Regions from separate parts of the Hordeum vulgare genome. Here regions 1 and 2 are each linked to region 3. A link is a contact called in public Hi-C data. All regions are on one chromosome and are shown on one strand. Each heading gives the region's core, a stretch centred on a gene start, on an enhancer-like site or on the middle of the called end of the contact. The rest is flanking DNA. Distances are from core to core; before and after follow the strand shown.

Region 1 (3,309 bases), core at 492-2,991, 780 kb after region 3:
GGAGCCGTCGCAACAACTCCGACAACCTCGCAACACCGGTTCGCAGCATGACGGAGCCGTCGCAGCAACTTTGACGACCTCGCAGCACCGGCTCGCAGCACAACGGAGCTGTCGCGGCAACTCTGACGACGTCACATCACCGACTCGCAGCACGACAAAGCCGTCACAACAACTTCAGTGACCTCGCAGCACCGGCTCACATCACGACAGAGCCGTCGCAGCGAGGGGCGGAGCCAGGATTTGGACACGAGGGGGGTGAAAAACCAAAGCTATTTTTTTAAAATTCATTCTGTGCTTCGTATACCATTATACATAACTTATTAGTAGCATTATTGTTCTTTAAGTTGTGTATGAACTCTTCAAAAAAGTAACTTCAAAATTTCTTGTTCCATGATATATATGGTAGGTATGGTTTGCATTCTTGTGCATTTTCCAAGATAACATCATATATTTGCTATAATTAGGCAACAACTTCAACAATTCAAGAAAATTAATAAGCCAAGAACTTCAGCGGTTCAAGAAAATTACCTTGATTTGTAGATTGTGGACATTCAATGGTACCTCTATAGGCACAAGCTTAAAATGTTAACCACCTCTTGAATTCACCAAGAAAAGAAATAATTGTTACATTACTGTTGTGTATTATATAATGTTGTCATTGTCTTATATAATGTTGTCGTTCTCAAAATAAAAAAATCTTGCTTACTTGATAAAATCAATTGTAAGATTAAGCTTTAGTCTGGCTTCTGCAACCATCATTGCAGATGTTTGCACAACTGTTCTTGAAAATATAAAATTATCATGTATGAATATTCTCATGTGTGGTTGATAAACATCCTCTAGAATATAAAATTGTTGTGCTTTTTCTTTCTTGTCAGGAGGGAGTTCTCAAATTTGTTGGCTTTTACGGGACCCCTTTCGTACGTTATGCTTCAATTCTACATTGTTTCGCGACTTCTACTAATGCCACAACATCGTGGCATTAGTAGAAGTCGTGAAACAATATATACTGCACTGTTTTATATATTTATATCTAAAATTTCATTATTATATACTGCACTGTTGTGGCATTAGTAGAAGTCGCGACTTCTACTCATCAGTATTGTTATTTGCAATAGGTTGCTCGTCATATTGAAACTTCATTAATATATACTGCACTGTTTTATACATAATTCCAATTGACCAAATTAAGATTGTATTATTCATAACAAAAATCCTAAGGGCGACATGCATGTAGTGGTACCTTTTTCCTATATCTTATCTTTCAGAGTTTAGTCGTCTTCTGATATGTATGTAACCTGTGTTTGACACCGGAGAGCCGAATGCAAATCAACTGATGATGTCGTCGTATTGAGGGACTGCCAGTGGGCAGCAACGATGGTAAACACACATGCGCGAGCGGCGATCCGACGGCAGCAGCAGTGGAAAAAAGACTCAAGTTAGCCAGACCAACGTACGTGCATACATGAACTATTGAGCTTTGACTTCCTTTAGTTTAGTGTAGTCAGTTGAAATAGTAATTTATGGGTGTAATAATGCAATTAGCTCCAGCCAATTAGCACGCATACAGTAATTGCTACAAATCCTTGAGGGGATCAAGCGATTGGGAGGGGTCAAGCCCCTACTCGCCCCTCCCTGTCTCCGCCCCTGGTCGCAGCAACTCGGCAACCTTAGAGCACCGCCTCATACCACCGCGGAGCCATCATAGCTTACACAGCAAATGTGACGGTCGTGCGCTTCTTGAGATGTGAAACGAGAGAGTGAGAGACGAGAGAGCGATTTGGATAAAGAATGAGTGGAGGATGTGCTTCGGCTGGAGATAGAAAAGGGATAAGCGGTTGTTGGCCCTACTCGACGTGTGTTCCTCGCATGATGCGACTGCTGATTGGGCTGCGTGCATATGTCTGTTTCGTAACACTTTCGGTACTAATTTGCGCTCTTTTCATTTATGTAATTATGATTTTAGTCAAAAATATATTTTTTATTTTCCAATTTTTTCCTTTTCACTTTTCTTCATTAATTTTTACTTTGAAATTTTATGCACATTTTTAAGTTCCTACATGTTCTACAAATTTTATGTATGCTTTGAATTTTCATACACGTATAAAGTTAATTATTTAGAAAATCATAAGTTTCTTGGGAGTTGAATGAAGATTTTCTGTAATTTATTTAAAAAAATATAAGTTCGAGAGCAAATTTCCGGAAAATTTCCAAAATCTATTAATATTTATATGTAAATATTTTCTAAATATACTAAATTGATGTAGTTTACAAAGATTTTGTTGTTGGAATAATACATTTTTCTAGTTTGTTAAAATAATTATTTTCAGTTCATCGCAAAAAAATATATATTTTGAGTTAGTTTTGCGTGTCGCGCGGAGTTGCCCGCATTTTTTCCTTATTAGTAGCGAGCTCGCTCACGTTTAGGCACGCGAGGGAGGCTCAAGCGAGTGCGTTGGCTTTCCTTTTTCTAAGAATCACGTGTAATTTTATTCAAACTCAACAATCATTATATCGACAATCCATTGGATTGTATAAAGAAATTAGAGCAACCCAACGGAAGGATCCATTTCATCCACCTTCATTCGTATAGATGGGCGCGAACAAAAATGATGGTCTAACGGGACGATCCAATTACATTTTTCGTCCGCTTTTTGTCTATGCGGACCAATTTCTAACGCAAACTTAAGTCACATTCGGGTTGCCGACGGATACAAAACGGACGTTTACTGTGCCTGCGTCATCCACATGTATCCGGCCTGACTTACTTGTCATACATAAACCCATTCAGCTTTGTCTACTTAGAGCAACTCTAGCAGACCCGGTAAAACGGCCGGCCCGTAAAAAATCCGGCGACTATACGGGTTTGGGCTGTTTTTCCTGCCAGAGCAGACACTGCAAACGCGGCCTGGCCCGTAAAACTTTTGCGGTGACCGGTAAACGCGACCGCTCGACCTGTATAACTGCGGGTTCGACCGCTGGATGCGGGCCGAAACCCTATCCCTTCGCCGCCGCGGAAAGTCCCCCCACCTCACCGCCGACGCCTCCAATCCATCGCCGCGCGCCTCCATTTCACCGCGTAGCCGCTCCATTCCACCGTCCTTGATGGCCAGCTCCGGTAGCCGTAGGAACGACGACCCCAAAAGGGCTCGTTGCGTCAGATCCGACGCTGCCCGTAAGCGCGTCGCCCGCCGGTACACGCAGTGGGGCCTGACGCCGCCGCCGTCGCTCCTCCGTCGCGAGACAGAGGAGTACGACCGCGCGCGCGGCCGCCTCTTATCTGACAGCTCATTCGAGGCGTCGAGCTCG
Region 2 (3,069 bases), core at 70-2,569, 990 kb after region 3:
CTTCTCTCATGTGAGCAACTGGAGGCGTCTATGTCCATCGTATCGGTGATACATGTGGCTAAGGATGTTGAGGTGGTCGGTATGTTGGCGTGTGAATCTTTGAAGCCCAGTCAGCCACTCGCCTCTGTGAACCATGGATGTTTAGACATTGCGATCATCCACTCACGGGTGATTGTGGGGTAGGTTTCTGTGTGTGACAAGGTCGATAAGATTTTCTTTGAGATAGAGTTTCATAGACTGCTCAAACGTGTGAAGACGGCTAGTCATGGATCTGACAAGGTGATTGTGAAGAAGGCTCTCAGAAACAAAAGAAAGAAGGCGTTTACAGCTGCTTGATGTATGATCTTCAGTCTCTTTGATTGTCCTTGACCGACTTGTCTTCATGAATTTGATGGTGCATGTGGTCTTCGCTTGAGTTACTCTTATTGGGAGTGTCTTTGTAATGTAGCGGTGTAGGGTTGGTGATCGTTATGCTTTGAGTATAATTGTTGGACTAATCATGTGTTTATAGGGTTTCATGCTCTATGAGTAATTTGCATGTGGATGGCTTGCGTCAGTTTTCATTTGTTTAATTTTGTACTTAATTAATCTTTGTTCCGTTTCCGAAGAAGAAAAACCTAGGGCTGAAATTAGCAAGCTGTGCCTGCACCGTCTGCACCCTGCGTGCCATGTCCTGTTCCCGTATAGTGGCCCAGGACCCAGGCCAGGAGGATCTGAAACGACTAAGGATGAGCTGCCACTGCTCATGAAAGGTTCGGCTAAGCTATACGAACATGTAGTTTTTATAGTTTATCGTTTGGTCGGACCAAGTGCCAGGTTCATATCATCTGTACGTGGTTCTGTTTCTGTGCCGACCGACCCACCCGGCGGCCAGGCCAGTATTTCTCGTGTTGCTTCACGCACAGTACATGCATGTACCCGCGACCGTTGAGCTTGTAATAATATAATCAGGGGTGCAGTGTGATCTGCAGTTTCCGAGCTACACACCGGCGTCACACTCCACACAGCACAGTGACTACGGGGAAACAAAGAGACAAGAGGAGGTGCTGGCCTGCACCGCGCGCGGCTGCGCTGTCTCTCTTGGATTGAATGAACACCACCACTGATCGAGCTCGTGATTGCCGAGGCCACGCTCCCGTAGGCCCCCATGTCGTCGTCGTCCCCCGCTGTGGTCACGGCTCATCTTCGGCCGCGCCGCGGCGCCGGAGATAGATACTGCTGCCTCCGCGCCACCGCTAGACGGTACTAGTGTACATATTTGCGACTCGTATATCGTTCTTGGGCTTGTGTCTTTTGGATGCTGGACCCCGGACGTGCATACGGTGTGGATTTGGTGGAGGCTGGAGACGGCACTGCACCCGCACTGGCGCAACATTTTACATCTGTAGTATGCAGGATGCAGCGGCGGGAGAGGCGAAAGCGACGGCGAGGGTTTGGGGACCGGGGAGGATGAGGTCCGTGTTGGGTGGCGACGCGGCATCGTCGCGTGCCAGTGCCAGTGCCATGGCCATGGACGTCGCGTCGCGTCGCTCGCGTGGTTGTGTACGTACGTAGGTGCTCATATCATAATGTTAATGCGTGGGCGACGCGACGCTCGCACTGCTTCCTACAGTCCTGCTTCTGCTTGTACTACCGCCACTGCTATGCCCCTATGATCTGATTGCATTTTGATTTGATTTGTCATTAACCGCCGGCTGGTGACACTATACCTGTCTGTCTGTTTTGATGCATCACTAACTTTGTCGTCGGTCCGGTACGGGCAGTACCTCGTGCCCAAACAGATCGAGCTAAAAAATATACTACTGGATAATTAAGCTTCCGTTTGACTATTCGATTGGAAGCTGATCGACCAACGCAAGAACTGATCATCCGTCGTCCTATCGCACGGTGAGACACGGAACCGATCCTCCTCCCGTTTTCAGTCACTCAAGTAGTAAGAGCACACCCGCTATGCTACGCTACGGTGTCGTGAATTCAGTACGTCGTGCTTCCCTTTCAGCACAGGCGAGGCGAGCACGCGCACCGGCCAGTGGCGCCGCGCGCCCATACCGACAATGATGGAGCCCTTAAGTGTGTGCTCGGCTTCATCACAACATAAGGACTGGACGCATTACTCCATAACGACAGGAGGGGCGGCAGCAGCAGCAGCAGCAGCAGCAGTAAAAGTCGATCGATCGTCTCGTTGCGACGCCCCTTTCTAGCGTATATGAAAACGAAGAGCAGGAGAGCGACGGGCTTGGAGACGAGAGGCCACGACGAAAATGTTTTGTTGGACCATGCATGGTTCAGCTCAACCTACGTCCGACACCATTGATTTCTAGACATTGTTTATAAAGACCAGCAAAAGGGTCCATGCGTTGCAACGGAAAAAGAAAACATAATATTCAATGATCATGATCACATTTTGCTACATCACCGAGTTACACTATCATTCTTAAATCAAGAATATTTTTCAAATTCATGAACAATTTTTCAATCTTTTGATATTTTTGAAAATCAAGAACATTTTTGTTATTTGCAAACAACATTTTAATTGTGAATATTTTTTTAACAATTTTCCTCCATACCACCTCTAGCGTTTTCACCTTTGAAAACATCTGCCTATATTGATATCAAGTGATAAAGGTATATAAGTTGCTGGTATTTTGTGGAAAAATTGTGACAACCAGGGATCGAACCTGGGCCTGTTCTATAAGGGAACAGGCGCCCTAGCCACCACAACTCGTGTGTGCTCTTGAGACTTCACGTTCTCGTAGTTTAATAAGCGCATGGTAAAAATAATAATTTTAAACAGAAAACGAAAAAAGGTGAAAGGTGGGGCTCAAACTCAGGTCTTCGGGCTAGCTTAGAAAGAGAGAAACCACCCTGCCGCTTGCTTGTCCATCATAGAAAAGGCTCGCACGGTATAACATAAATCAGACGGTGAATTGCAAAAACGACGGACGACAGAACCACTTCATGCATTATTATTATTAGGGAAAGATTAGTGCATTATTGATTAAAATATACATGACACGAAATATTTGATGGATTTGACATGCATGACGCGAATTCACATGTAAAAGATGT
Region 3 (3,187 bases), core at 127-2,626:
TTGAGAAATATTATTGAACTCAAAAAAGAGTTCATGAACTACAAAGTAATTCATAAATTTAAATGTTCACAAATCTGAAGGATTTGAATAATGTTCTGTTTCTAAGATTATCAGGATTTTTAAAGTGTTCATGGATATAAAAATATTTACAAATTTATGAAATGTTCTTGAATTTTTAATATTCACAAATTTACAAAAAGAGATAAAAAACCGAAGCAAGTAAAAAACGATAAAAAGAAATAATATAATGAAAAAATAGAAACAGAAAATAAAAGCCGAATGAAAGGAAACCAGCCGAGTAAAAAAGGTATGACGCCGGTCACAAACCTCCCCGAATCTATTAGAAGCTTTTTCAAGGCCCGGACTAACTAGGCCAGCTTGGAATACCGCAAGACTTCGAGAAAACTGAGTGCGCCAACCTCACACTCCCATGTTAGCGGCCTATACGCGAACATTTCGTTTTTTCGTATTTTTCTTTTCTGTTTTCCTTCATTAAAATAATTAGGGATTTCCAAAATTTCCAAATTTCTCAAATTCCTAATTTTTTTTGCTCAAGTAATCTTAAAAGGATCGAGCATTCAGAAATAAATGTTTACGATTTTGACTAATAGTTTTGACAAATCAAAAATGACCGTCCAATAAAAACAATGTTTGTGATTTTGCAAAACTGTCTGCATATTAAAATATTTATGATTTCAAATAAGTTTCTCGTATTTTTTTCAAGCATTTGAACTAATTCAATGGATTCAAATTATGTTAATAAATTTCCAAAAATGCATACGGAAAACAGAAAACTTACAATTCAAAAAGTGTTTGCCGATTATAAAAAGGCTGATGCATTTAAAAACATCGTCAAAATGAAATTTTATTCGTGAATTTTAAGAAATGTACCCAAATTTAAAAAAACAATCATTGATTTAATAAAATGTTCACAAGTTTCAAACAGTGTTCACAATTTCGAAATATTCACCCATTTTTTATAAAACAAACAGGAATTCCTAAAATGATAATGATTTAAAAAGAATGTTTGCGAAGTTTCAAAAAACTGTTCAGTTATTTACAAAATGTTATTTTCTTAGTAAAATGTTCACAAGTGTGAAAGACATTCGCACAAAAAAAGACAAAGAAAATAAAAGCAGAAAAAGGAAAAAAGTAAAAGGAAAATCAAAAGTAAATATAAAAGAAATAAGACTGGAAGAAATAACAAAGGTAAAACAATAAAATGATCTAGGGAACGTTCGAGTATACCTTCCTAAAACCGACGGGCAATAAACCCTAGATGGGTAGTTAAACACTTGTTCGAGGCTGGAGGGGTGCCCGCTAGGTCGCTCGCGCAACCTACGCGCCAAATAGGATCTGCCCACTGTAAGCGATATATAGCAATTATGGTACCATGAGTCGGTTCGTAATCGGTGGCTTTAACTCCAAAGTCTAACATCTATGGGTCATGGCCCACGAAGCTTCAACTCTCTAGTCTCTTTTTCTACGCTCTCCTTGTCACTCACTCTTATTGGGTCAGAAAAATTACCAGCTACCTTTTCTCCATTAATATTGAAAATGTTGGTGAAATCCAAAAAAAGGTTCATGGATTTTGGAAGCTGCTTGCATGTTTGAAAAAAATGTTCATGAAAGTTAAAAAGTTCATGTATTTAATAAGTGTTCACACTTTTGTAATATTCATGATCTTTTCAAAACGCTCACTAATACTTTTTTTGAAAATATGTGCACGAATTTAATATTTCTTCTCACTTTTTAAAAATTTATGAATTAAAAAATGTTCGTGAATTTAAGAAATGTTTATGCATTTAAATAAAACATTATAAAATCACAAAAAGTAATAAAAAAGCTCAACCAAAAACAAAGTAAAACTCGTAAAAACACAAAAAAGAAAAACAAGATAAAGCAAGTTGAAAACTTTTCAAAACTGAAACCGAGTGGAAACTAGATGGGTCGGCTCACTATAGAATGTAGGATGGGGAGGGGCAGGGTTGGTTGTTTCTTCAGATAAGGAAGCATGTCAAACCATAAGCGCCAAATAGGAGATTCCTTGATGTCTAGCCCCTTCTAGGATGTAATCGCACCACCCTTTGCACTGGACGACAAGAATAAACCAAAGGGACAATATATAACTAGGAGACCACCAATACTTACTAAGAAGACAACTCATTCCACTTATTATTAGTTATTTCATAAAAGGATTCAAATTCATTATAAATGGTTAACTGAAAATACAAAGCATCCCAAATGTAATAAAAAATAGAGCATCCAAATGTAATAAAAAAATGCATCAAGGTCTAATGACACCGAACAACGCTAGGAGTACCAAAACGAACCGCTGGTGTGTTAGTGTCGTCACTCTTATACCGGAGCCGACTTCACTTTGTCGATGGCGGTCGAAAAGTCTTCATGCACGTGAGCCTAGAACCATCGCCTTGTATACATCATCGTCGTTGAACCCTTCTATCGATCTGAAGTAACTGGCACCAAACCTCGCTGTCGTGCACACATAAAGAGAAACCATAACCTCAATGCCCCAAAGAGCTTGCATGAATCTATGTTGCCCGGAGTTTCGTCGAATCTGTCCTGGCGGATAAACTTGAGGATGATCAACCCAAAAGACCGACTTAAGACTTACTTGAGGATGAAGCATCCTCGTGCACCTATGTGTCGCCCCTCCAACGAGTAAAACGCTAACCTATCTACTAGACAGAGCTAGGGGACATAATTCCCCTTCCCATCCCCAACCACCGAAGCGGCAAAAAGGTCTGGATCCATAAGCATGTTGACCGAGATTGAGGGAATCCTATTCCACTTTTAGGACTTGTATGGGAGTGCTCCATCCTTTCAAAATCATCTTCATCCCACCAAATTTTGGGGCAAATCACCTAGAACTGCATGTACCATCACTCATGGTAGGAGCATCATATTCGTCTCAAACACCTAGAAATTTTAATGTAATCGGGCGCCTCAAACGAATTTCAAACGTCCGTGCTGACTGGCAGCCCTCATATTTAGCCCAAATATGGGGCGTCCGGCCACGTCCGGGCACGCCCTCCACGTTTGCATGGCTCGCGCTGGCCCACATCGACCCCACATATAATCGTCCTCATGTGCAATCTCTCGCCTTCTCCATCATGGCGGGCAACCGATCCGAGTCCTTAACCTCCAGAAACATTGACCACGAGTT

Evidence for each region. Hi-C and Micro-C count contacts between places; a contact is called where the count stands out from the background.
Region 1: a Hi-C map of leaf shows a contact between it and region 3, with 8 times the contacts expected there. The contact joins two enhancer-like sites. A contact is called at or near these places in 2 of 6 Hi-C or Micro-C datasets (leaf and seedling).
Region 2: a Hi-C map of leaf shows a contact between it and region 3, with 2.7 times the contacts expected there. The contact joins two enhancer-like sites. A contact is called at or near these places in 2 of 6 Hi-C or Micro-C datasets (leaf and seedling).

What each region holds. Positions count from the first base shown.
Region 1 is chr3H:97,599,965-97,603,273 of MorexV3_pseudomolecules_assembly, forward strand. No RefSeq gene overlaps it. Among protein-coding and RNA genes, the nearest start is that of LOC123439609, 130 kb to the left of the region's middle. Within about 2 kb of position 1,742, at least 2 of the 3 cell types and tissues checked have open chromatin away from gene starts, as enhancers often do. A contact at or near this core is called in leaf, where this site is marked.
Region 2 is chr3H:97,809,857-97,812,925 of MorexV3_pseudomolecules_assembly, forward strand. No RefSeq gene overlaps it. Among protein-coding and RNA genes, the nearest start is that of LOC123439610, 9.0 kb to the left of the region's middle. Within about 2 kb of position 1,320, at least 3 of the 3 cell types and tissues checked have open chromatin away from gene starts, as enhancers often do. A contact at or near this core is called in leaf, where this site is marked.
Region 3 is chr3H:96,824,710-96,827,896 of MorexV3_pseudomolecules_assembly, forward strand. No RefSeq gene overlaps it. Among protein-coding and RNA genes, the nearest start is that of LOC123439608, 360 kb to the left of the region's middle. Within about 2 kb of position 1,377, at least 1 of the 3 cell types and tissues checked has open chromatin away from gene starts, as enhancers often do. A contact at or near this core is called in leaf, where this site is marked.